Regions from separate parts of the Gossypium hirsutum genome. Here region 1 is linked to region 2. The links are chromatin contacts, called in public Hi-C maps. All regions are on one chromosome and are shown on one strand. The core of a region is the stretch at or near the end of the contact, and the rest is flanking DNA. Distances in the headings are between cores, read along the strand shown.

What was found. A called contact is a pair of places that touch in the nucleus more often than the background predicts.
Region 1: a contact with region 2 is called in a Hi-C map of fibers, with 4 times the contacts expected there. The contact joins the promoter of LOC107945421 here to the promoter of LOC107945425 in region 2. A contact is called at or near these places in 20 of 34 Hi-C or Micro-C datasets (anther, callus, fibers and 5 more).

Annotation. Positions count from the first base shown.
Region 1 is chrD12:21,041,901-21,047,624 of Gossypium_hirsutum_v2.1, forward strand. It overlaps LOC107945421 (pentatricopeptide repeat-containing protein At5g65560), which reads left to right and starts at 1,774. Exons shown (of 4, transcript XM_041108543.1): 1 at 1,774-5,152. The coding sequence starts at 1,979. The coding sequence ends at 4,738.
Region 2 is chrD12:20,629,172-20,634,998 of Gossypium_hirsutum_v2.1, forward strand. It overlaps LOC107945425 (KH domain-containing protein HEN4), which reads right to left and starts at 3,244. Exons shown (of 8, transcript XM_041106585.1): 1 at 2,418-3,244; 2 at 1,666-2,106; 3 at 1,289-1,558; 4 at 542-808; 5 at 141-434; 6 at 1-21. The coding sequence starts at 2,951.

The sequences.
Region 1 (5,724 bases), core at 524-3,023, 410 kb after region 2:
AATTTTGTATTTCCAATTGCTCAGAACTGTCTAACATCACTTTTGAGAAGGCTCTATCACAGCTTTCGACATCATCTTTTTTTAATCTTTTAGTTCCGTCCACCTCAACATCTCTCTTGTCAATCCTTGCAAGATCTCATTCTGGGGACTTCTTCTTTCCCACACTATTCTCAGCCTTTGTTTGTATCACCGTGGCCATTGGTTTTATTCTTTTCCAGCTTGTTTTCTTTTCATGGTTTACGTTTTTACACTCTTGTACCTTGCTGCTATTTGCCTTCTTAGCCTCTTCTAACCCAAATATGCTTCCCTGCTCATTTATCATCTCTTTCCCTCCCATCAATTCCATATACTCCTGTACTTCCCGAATCTCGTTATTCTATTTTTCCATTATCTTAGAATTTTCTATCAACACTACTTTTCCTCCTGTGTAAGAGCTTTGAACCCCCACCTTCTTCGTCATAGCATTAAGTTTCATACTTTCTTTTCCAACTAATTTTGATTCTGCTTTTAAAGCCAACGAATAAGGTGGATCAATACTAATTTTTCTTTTTCTTGCAGGTATTATTTGAGTGCAATCTGTTATCCCGTGCCCCATTCTTCCACATCCAAAACAAAATGTCGGTAGATTATCGTACTTAAAAGGAACCCACGTTTTATTAACATTAATACTAGAGACAAAAATACCTCGGCGTAGTGGTTTCCGAACATCCAAATTGATTCTGAGTCGACAGCAAGCATCGTTAATTTCAAATCTGATAACCCCCCAAACGTAACACCAATTGCATGCAAGGGATCTTTCTTATCAAATTCTGGTAAATACGAATCAATTTTTATCCAAAGCGGTGAAGAATTTAGACTAATTTGATCTCTTTCCACCTCCTAAACTAAATTTAGACTAATTTGATCTCTTTCCACCTCCTAAACTAACCTATTGAATAAAATAATACTTTTACGGAAAAGCCAATGTCTCCCCTCCATAATCGTCTCCAGATCTTCCAAATCAAACACTATCAAAAATAGATTTTGCCCCACCCGCTGGATCTCAAACTTTTTCCTTGTCTTCCATATACTTTTCATTTGTGCCCTAAAGCTTTCTGGGTTGTAAAGCTTTTCTGTCCAAACTGTGCATATCAGCGTTGGTTTAGAATTTGGTACCACCACCGACCCCTTGACTGATAATTGGATGAGTTCTTCTGCTAGGAGAGAGATCTCATCCCTCCCCTCTCTATTCTCACCACCGCTTTCCTCTATCCCAAGCCGCAGTAACTATTTTCTCTAGGACTCTACGTAAAGCACTCTTGGGAGCAGAAAGAGATTTTTAGTTTCGTGGGATGGGTCAATTTTTTTTAATTAACCTTAAAAGTTACACTTACTTTCAAATTAACAAATTGTGAAAAAGGAAATTTTAGTTTGTCTAAAAATTGAGATCTGCTTCAAACATAAACTGAAAATTTTGAGAATCAAACCTTTAGAAATGTCTATTTCTAACTATTTTTAGAATCAGACTGGATCAGTTGGTTGGATTGAGGATCAGTTAAAGTATCGATCTGAATAAAACATTAAATCAATTAACCCACAAACTGATTGAAAGATGCAAACTCGTTTTATATCATGTTTTTATTATTATACTTTATTGTTTTATTGTATTTTATGCAAAAAAATATTGTAATTTAAATTTATTGCATTTTATGAAATATTAAGTACAGTGATAAGACACATTATATTCTTAATAAGAGAACACATGTTTAAACTTTAAAAAGGACATTATTATAAGGGGCATCCTAAACATAAAGCATAAAACAAACATGAAAATATTAAAATGAAATTAACGATTCTTTATTAGGGAAGCCCAAATTACGCAGCCCAAAACCCAAAGCACGCCTGGGAAACGTTTATCTCAGTGCATCCTACCTAATCAATCAATCCTCCATTACCTAAACTCCAGCCGCTTCCGTGATTCTTCTTATCAATCATTTCCATGAATGGATCCTCCATCATCGCCACCATCAGAACCTCCACGATGAGAACGCCGGCGGCTATTATGAAACATGTTGAGTCCTTCCATTTCCGCTGCTTCCTCCTCACCAAACCCTTCTCGTCATTCCCTTCATCTCTTCCCATAGACCCTGAGCCACCCGATCACGATCTCCCTTTGCTCCTTCACTCCATTCTCTCCAAACCCAATTGGCAAAAGCACCCTTCCCTCCCTAAACTCCTCCCTTCCATTTCCCCTTCCCATGTCCATTCCCTCTTCTCCCTCAACCCTTATCTTCTCCCCCAAACTGCTCTCGATTTCTCCTATTGGATCTCCCAGAAACCCACTTTCAAACACTCTGTTTATTCCTATTCTGCCCTTTTGAACATCCTTGTTGCTTACAAGTTCTTCGGCCCTGCTGACAAAATACGCCTCGCCATGATCAAATCCTCCGCTTCCATCCACGAATCCCGGTTCGTTTTTGAATTAATAATGGAAATGAATAAGAATGAGCAACTTCATTCCTGTTTTAAGCTTTCCCTTAGATCCTACAATTTTTTGTTGATGTCGTTATCGAAATTCTTGATGATTGATGAAATGAAATCCGTTTATAGTGAGATGTTGAACAATAGGGTTTCACCCAATATTTTTACTTGGAATACTATGGTTAATGGTTATTGTAAGATTGGGAATGTGGTTGAGGCTCAACGCTATGTCACTAAAATCGTCCAAGCGGGATTAAATCCCGATACCTTTACTTATACTTCGTTAATATTGGGGCATTGTAGGAATAAGGATGTAGATAGCGCATTTAGGATTTTTAGAATGATGCCAAGTAAGGGTTGTCGAAGAAATGAGGTTTCGTATACGAATCTTATTCACGGTCTATGTGAGGCTGAACGGGTTGATGAGGCTATTAAGTTGTTTGAGGCGATGGGGGAGGATTTTTGTTATCCTACGGTTCGTACATACACTGTGATTATTTTTGGATTGTGTGAAACCGGGAGGAAGCCAGAAGGAATAAAATTGTTCAAGGAAATGTCACAGAAAGGGTGTGAGCCGAATGCTCATACTTATACAGTAATCATTGATAGCTTATGTAAAGACAATAAGGTTGATGAGGCAAGGGAAATGGTAGGTAGGATGTTAGGGAAAGGGCTGGTTCCAAGTGTGGTCACCTACAATGCTTTGATTGATGGATACTGCAAACATGGAGCAATGGAGGCTGCATTGGAAGTTTTGGGTACGATGGAGTCTAATAATTGTTTTCCCAATGAGCGAACCTATAATGAATTGATAGCTGGGTTTTGTAAGAAGAATGTTCACAAGGCAATGGCATTTCTTGATAAGATGCTTGAACTTAAGCTGGTACCTAATGTGGTCACATATAATTCATTAATTCATGGGCAATGTAAAATGGGGCAGTTGGATAATGCCTTTAGGCTGCTTGAGATGATGAAGGAGAATGGTTTGGTTCCTGACCAATGGACTTACAGTGTTCTTATTGACTCCCTTTGTAAAGTTGATAGGATAGAAGAAGCTCGTAATCTCTTTGACTCTCTCAAGGAGAAAAGCTTAAAAGCAAATGAAGTTATATATACTGCTTTGATTGATGGATACTGCAAGGTTGGGAAAATTGAAGATGCTAATTATTTGCTTGATAGAATGATTAATCAGGGCTGCTTGCCAAACTCATGCACTTACAATGCCATTATAGATGGGTTGTGCAACATGAAAAATATGAAGGAAGCATTGTCGACGGTGAAAAAGATGGCAGGGATGGGTGTGAAGCCTACGGTAGATACCTATACAATTTTCATCAAATGGATGCTTAAAGAAGGTGACTTCGATCATGCGCATGGGAATCTTGATCAACTAATTTCCTCAGGATGTCAACCTGATGTATTAACCTATACTGCTTTTATTCGTGCATATTGTGGTTCAGGGAGACTAAAAGAAGCAGAGGATATGATGATTAGGATGAAGGAAGAAGGAGTTTTTCCTGATTCTTTGACATACACATTACTTCTAGATGCATATGGATGCCTGGGATTGATGCATTCTGCATTTGATGTTCTCAAATGTATGTTTGATGCTGGCTGTGAGCCTTCTCATCATACATACTCTATTTTATTCAAGTATCTGTTGAAGGACCGAGGGACAAAGGATGACAGCCCTGCAGTGAATTTGGTTTCAAATGGCATGTTGTTTGATCGTGCTGATGTCTGGAAGTCAATGGAATTTGACACTGCTTTGGAATTGTTTGAGAAAATGCGTCAGCATGGTTGTGTACCCAATGCTAACACTTATGGCAAGCTTATTATAGGACTTTGCAAAGTTGGCCGCTTTGTCGTAGTACAGAAGTTATTTGATCATATGAGAGATCAAGGAATATCTCCTGGTGAAGATGCCTACAACTCTCTTCTTAATTGTTTCTGTGAGTTGGGAATGTATGATAATGCTATGATAGTGGTGGACCTAATGATCAAATCTAGCCAGTTACCCCATCTGGACTCCTACAGGCAACTGATTTGTGGACTATATGATCAAGGGGATAAGGAGAAGGTTGATACACTTTTCGCCAACTTGCTTCGTTGTGGTTATAGCAGTGATGAAGTAGCTTGGAAGATTCTTATTGATGGTTTACTGAAAAAGGGGCTTGCTGATAGATGCAGTGAACTCTTAAGCATCATGGAAAAAATGGGCTGCCAGCTCCACCCTAATACATATTCATTGTTAATTGAAGGAATTGATGGAGCGTAGATTCTTTGTATTTTATCTTTTGAGATTCTTGCATTTTTGTTACTGAAGGGGGCCATTGCATTGCTCTTCCTCCTATATGGGTGCTAGTGATGTACAGATTGAAAACTGCATTCCTTTCCACATGCAGTCTCAATACATAAAACCTGGGGAACTTGTTTAAATTGAAGCATTTCTACGAGGCTGGAACTGAGGGAGCAGTTTTTCAGTGAGAAGCTCACACATCCCTGAATTCCTGGTCACGGTAGTGGTAATGGCCCCTCATCATGCAAACCACTCTAGCTGGCAATCTAGAGGCAAGTACACAGTTTCTTTTGTCCTATTTGTTCAAATAATAGTATTACATCCCTGAATTCCTGGTCACGGTAGTGGTAATGGCCCCTCATCATGCAAACCACTCGAGCTGGCAATCTAGAGGCAAGTACACAGTTTCTTTTGTCCTATTTGTTCAAATAATAGTATTTTTGAGCTCTCTATTAATCTTGTTCTTTGTAGTTCTATCCTAAACAGCATAAATGAAGTACTAAATTGTATCCTGTATAAGTCAGGCAGGCACATCAGAAATTGTGCTTAAATTAATTCACCATTATTAAGTTGCAAAGTTCTTTTCCAAATATTTTCACATGATTTACCTTGGATGGTTTTTGTTGAGCAAGATACTATCATGGCATTTTAGTAATAGAAAAAAACTGCTTTTGACATAAAAATTATATTTACCGATGGCCTATGGTTTACGGATTTAGAAGGATTTGTAACCATCCAGTAAACGTCTAAAGGAAAATGTGCAGAAAATGGTTCATATGATTGATAGAGTTCCTTTTGTTGCCTTATTATCTTGTTTTCCTGTTTAGTTCTGACATGTTCTTGACCTTGAAATTGAAGGCTCTTCTGCTAATCCTCAGTAACTTGGCTTTTGTATCATCTCCTTATTTGCAGGAATTTTACCCTTTTTGGCGCTCTTTTCACTTTTCTTATCGTACATAACTTGA
Region 2 (5,827 bases), core at 1,994-4,493:
CAGCTCATGTCTTTCAACAGTCTGCAACCACAGCCAACCCCAAAGACTTTAGGTCCTCAAAAAGAATTAATGGCCTTCAAATACTAGGGTAACTTAAGCAAAAAACAAAAACTGCAAAAGAATAAATAAACATCTTTCACCTCTAATAGCCGAGATTTGGTCGGACAGTCTACACCATCAAAGAATTCAATATTACCCATTGCTCTTGTTAAAGCACTCTCTTCATCAGAAGCAGGAGACACATCTAAAGATTGAACCAAACCAGAAAAAGTAGTCTCACTCCCTCTGTTGTAGGGGCTTGGGCCTCCCACTTCATTGAGCATATCACATGGAAGTAGAGAATCAAGAGACGTCTCAAGGTCAAAGCTCCCTCCCGAGGTAGTTGAGCTATGATGAACACCTTGGATGGCAACCATATTCCCATTTCCTGCAGCCTGCAAATAAACCCACCCAAACTTTGAGGCTCTTGTACACATTCCTATAAATTAGCGAAAGCAATAATTCAAGAGGAGAAAAGAAACAAAAGGGGAAGAGCTTTTACCTCTTGTGGTTGCAGTTTTACTGGCTGAGGACCAGAAGTATTTTCTGAGTGCCCAGTGTGCAATCTTTGAGCTAAATTAGGTCCATTATCATTATCTAATATTGAGCTTGTTGGTTGGAGAACTTGAGACGGACCTGTCTCCGTTACTTCTCCGTAGCAGTTGCTCACTCTATTTTCATTCAGCACTTCATGTGGCAAGAGATTATCCCTTAGTCTACTAGTAACTTGAAAGATGGCATTCTGCACGCTTTTATAGTTGCCAGTAATCTGCAAAGATAGAAGTAAAACAACAACGAAATCTCCTTGAAGAAGAAATTGATTATCAGGGTGGCACCCAAAACTTCATCACTTGTTGAAGTAACAAACAGAAAGTGAATTTTATTCAAGAGCCTGAAAATATAGCCGCTTGTTGTAATCAGGATGAAACCAACTAATTTGAATCATCTTCAAGGTATTGACAATCTTGAGTTAAAACACAATTAGACTTCCATGATTCTAAAAGTTAAATTATCAAATGAAGTTATGATATTGATATTGATCACCAAAATGATGGAAGAATGAGGACTTATACTGCACACCAAAAGGGGGAAATTGCCCATGGAGCTAAAAATTATTCTTCTTATATTTAAAAAATAGGGTTTCAAAATGAAAATGTTAATTATACTAAATGAGAAGCAATGGGAACTCAGTTAATCCTTCCTACATTTCAACAAACATAAACACTTGCTAAAGAAACAACATTTGCACCTGTACTACATTCTCCGGAGAATGGCCCAGTGATAGCTCCTCAATCAAGACTTGTATGTCAGCGCCAGTGAGTTCTGCAATCTCAAAAAGTACCCTACCTTCTTTGTCCTTCAAGCAGTGGACAATGTTGGAAGCAACTAGAAGCCTAAGAGTCACAGGAGTGCCCTTAATCAGGACTGACTGAAATCCTCTCTCAATGTCAGCTTCAACGGATCTTGCAAATACAAGAACAACAGCATTTTGTGCAGGAGAATACTGTGATTCAAGGTTCTACAGTAAACAAAAGCCGTTTCAAGTCAGAAGGTATGCACAGGCAATGCTGTCTATAAAAAACTACTGGCATTAGGAAAACCTCTGCAATCAGCTTTGAGACTAACCTCCAAGGCAGAAATGGTGACAACACGATCACGATGATCGGTTTCCAGGGACTCAAACATTATAGAAGCACCAGTTTGATTTTGCAAAGCTTTGACAATGGCACCCTTCTTGCCAATGATGGCCCCAGCAGCACCATTGGAACAAAGCATTCTAAAGACAACTTTTTGAGTACGATCTGAATCCGGTTTGGGATCTCCATCACCAACCACCAACGAAAAGTTGGCATTAGAAACACCTCTCACCAAATTTTCAAGCATGGGTGGGAAAAGCGAACTAAGATGCGGAAAAAGTTCTTCGCCTGAATTAGGGGAGGTTCCACGTGAAGGTTGCTCAGTAGGCATACTCATCTGCGTTGGCTCTTTGTCCGTGGATGGGCAAGCTTGAAGATAGCCAGATACAGCAACCAGCGCTTTCTTCACAGCCAAAGTACCACCAGTTATCTGCCAAATTACTAAAACTAATCAAACAAACAAGTTATAGTGATATTAACTACATTCAACGATAATTCGTAATGCTTGTTTATAAGTTCTTCGTTCAATTGAAGCAGTACAACCACAATTAACCACCACCATTTTCACATTCAGAACAGAAGTTTCATCAATATCCCTGTTTTTTTCTGTATGTTACATATGGGAGCCCATTTAGTTCAGGCCACACTACCAGGCATTCACACGTGCTATATTGTTACAATTATTTATATTTTCTTTCACTTTCTCGAGAACCAAACAAACAATTAAAAACAACCTCTTACCTGAATTAACTGATCAATTTTTCTTCCGCATGGCGGCGGCGGCAAAATCCTAATTTTCGCTCCACTCTCTGTCCTCATTCTCACAATATTCTTCCCTCCTTTCCCCACAACGAAACCAATTTGTGCCGTCTCAGCCAGCACACCACAGTAAGCTTCTTCATCCTCACCATCGCACGCGTTTCCCCACTCTCTCTCCGCTTCCACTTCCCACACGCGCTGGAAGACCCTAATCATTGCTTCCTGAGCACACGAAACGTAACATACTTCTCCCTCACCCAAACTAAACTGTCTTTCGACCGATCCCGACCCCACTACCAATATAACTCGGTGATCCGACCCGCCGACAGATTCTTCGCAGTGGATTCTAGAGGAAGTCTCGCGGCGAAGTTGAGAAACAACGGCGCCGGAGCTCCCGATGAATCCGCCGATGGATGATGCGTGGCATATTACACGAAATGACACCTGGCCCGGCAAGGGAACGATCTTCGGCGGTGGGGCTTGGCGTCCCCTCCGATGGTTATAGGAGTTTTGCATTTGGAAGATGACAAAAGACAGGATGGTGACTCAGTGAGTGCAACGGAGAAAATGGGAAACGCGGTGTATGAATTAGAGAAGGGGAGTGACTGAGTTGCGACCGAGTATTCAGCTTTGGGAATAAATGAAAAGTAGAAATAGCTTTCTTTGTGGATTTCTGAAAGAAAATTCTCATGATATGTCGGAATAATTGGCAAGAGAATTAAAATGGAAAAAGAGAAATTATTTCACTCCTTAAATTTGGCTAATTTGACTTCATTTCACTTTATTTAATGTTTGAAATGACTGTCTTTATTTTTTATTTAGTGTTAGCGCGATAAAAATAGAGATTGGATTCTTGGATATATATTTAAGGTATTATTCGATTTTTTATGTAGAATTTTGGGTATTTTAGATAGTTTAAAACTTATTCATTGAAAAGACCATGGTAAGGTAGTTATTCAATCAAATAGTTAAAGCTATATACGGTAGTGTTTCGAAGATATCAAACTCTGCACTGATCAAAAGGATACACTGCATATTGTCTCAAGAAAGTTAATAGACTTTACGATACATTTTTAGGGAGGAGAATCAAAGTGTTGATTATCTAGCCAAATTGACTTTTGAAAGAAAATATGTTTTATAACTGGTTGAGGCCCTTCCAAAAGACGCTTTAGCATTTCTTAAAGCAGATAAAGAGAAATTTTTGCATCCCTCATTATTTTCGTGTAACTTAGTTTCGTAATGTTTTTCTTTCACCAAAAGAATACATTGTGGCATATATAGAAAAATAATTAATTAATTATATTTTAAATATTCTTATAAATTTATATAGGCATTAAAAATTCATTTCTAATTATCTATTGAGGGTTCGTTTGTTTACATGTAAAAGGTTTTACGGAAAATATTTTTTGTATTTTCCTGTATTTGTTTCACAGAAAACAACTTAGTCAACAGAAAATAACTTATAGGTCAACGTAAAATAAGTTTTTTTCTTGTAAAATTACTTACCCTTTTAAAGTATTATATAGGTAATAAATTTTATTATATTGGTAATAAATTTATTTTTATTTTTTAAAATATTTAAAATATTAATATAAAATATTATATTTTTTAATATTATTAAATATACATATTTAATTATTATAATAAATTATTAATATAATTTATTATTTTAATAATAAATTTTAAATAATATTCTTCACATATTATTAAAAATATTCAATATTAATATTTTAATAATAAATATTTATTACAATTATAAATATATTAGTAATAAATGTTTTGTAGTATAAAATTTAAAATATGTCATAAGTCTATGTACTCTTCATAAATTTGTAATTTAGCCTCTGTACTGTTATTTTCAAGAATTTAGTCCATCTACTTCTCAGATTTGAAAATCAAGTTCAATTGTTGACATTGTTAAATTTTTTTATCAATTTTGTTGATGTCACATTTTTAAATAAAAAATACTCACTTGATAGTCATCTAACTAAAAATGACATTGTAATAAACTTGAATTTAACAAAATATTTTTAATATATGCATAGTCAATGTAAAATATAAATTTATATATATAAAATAAACTCAATTAAACAATAAAAAGATAAGAAAATCTCAAAGTATATTTGTTTAATTGAAAACAGCTTTTATGAGATATTTTTAAGAAATCTATCAAACAACAGAAAATATTAACTTTTTCAAGAAAGTAAGTCATTTTTCAAAAATCATTTTTCAAAAGCTATTTTCAGTGAAACAAATAGGCCCTAATTTTATTTTTTAATAAAAAAATTTATTTACATTTTAAAAAATAAAAGCAATCCTAAAATTTTAATATATAATGATTTTAAATATTAAGTTATGATAGTAATAAATATTAAAGTATAATAATTTTAATTAAATAATCATAATTTTTAAAATTTTAACATTTTAGATTAATATGGAAATAAATGATTAACTTATTATTTAATTAACATGAAGTGTATAAAATTATATTGAGGAATTGTTTAATGATCATTCGCTCACCATTTAATTAATACATAATGTGTCAAATATATATAAATGTATTCAATAATTCTTAACACAATGAATACATAGACTGATTCCAGATAGTATTACTCCTTCTAATTGTTCCTATCTTTGGAACTCATTATCTAATGTTTGGGACAAGGTCAAGAAGGGATTGTTTTGAGTGATAAAAGATGGAAGTGATTAACTTTTGGAATGATGATTGGGTAAGAGAAGTGGGACCTTTAAAATATCATTTTAATGGTCATGGGATTCTTGATGAAGCAACTTGAGTTGTGATGCGACTTTATCATATGGTATATGGAATACACAATAGTTATCAATGGTGCTTCCCCAACAAGTGGTCGAACAGATTAGGGCCTGCAAAGCACCAATGTGAGAAGCAAGGGAGGATCCGAATACGCTGCCATGATTTATGTGGAGCTTTGGGTGCAGATTCACGATTTGTCTCTGGGTTTGATGTCGGAAGCAATGGTGCGACAATTTGGTTCTTTTCTGGGTAGTTTTCTTGATTATGATGCGAAGATTTAATTTATTGTGCAAAGAGGTATATGAGGATTAAGGTTCAACTAGATGTTCGACTTCTATTGAAGCGTAAAAAAAAGATTGTGTTAGGAGCTAGTAGGACGGTATATGCTAGGTTTAAGTATGAAAAGCTTAGCCTATTTTGTTTTCTCTATGGTAAGCTTGGTCGTGGGGAGAGTTTTTTCCCAGTTAGGGTGAGGACAGATCTAGCTAAGATCATTTTTGGTTGGGATATTTCGTTACGTGCTCTAGTGAGAAGAAGATCCTCGTTGGTTAGCTGATGGTTACGGAAGCCGGATGAAACGGTGAGCCAGAGATTGGATAAGAATAGGAGTATGAACGGG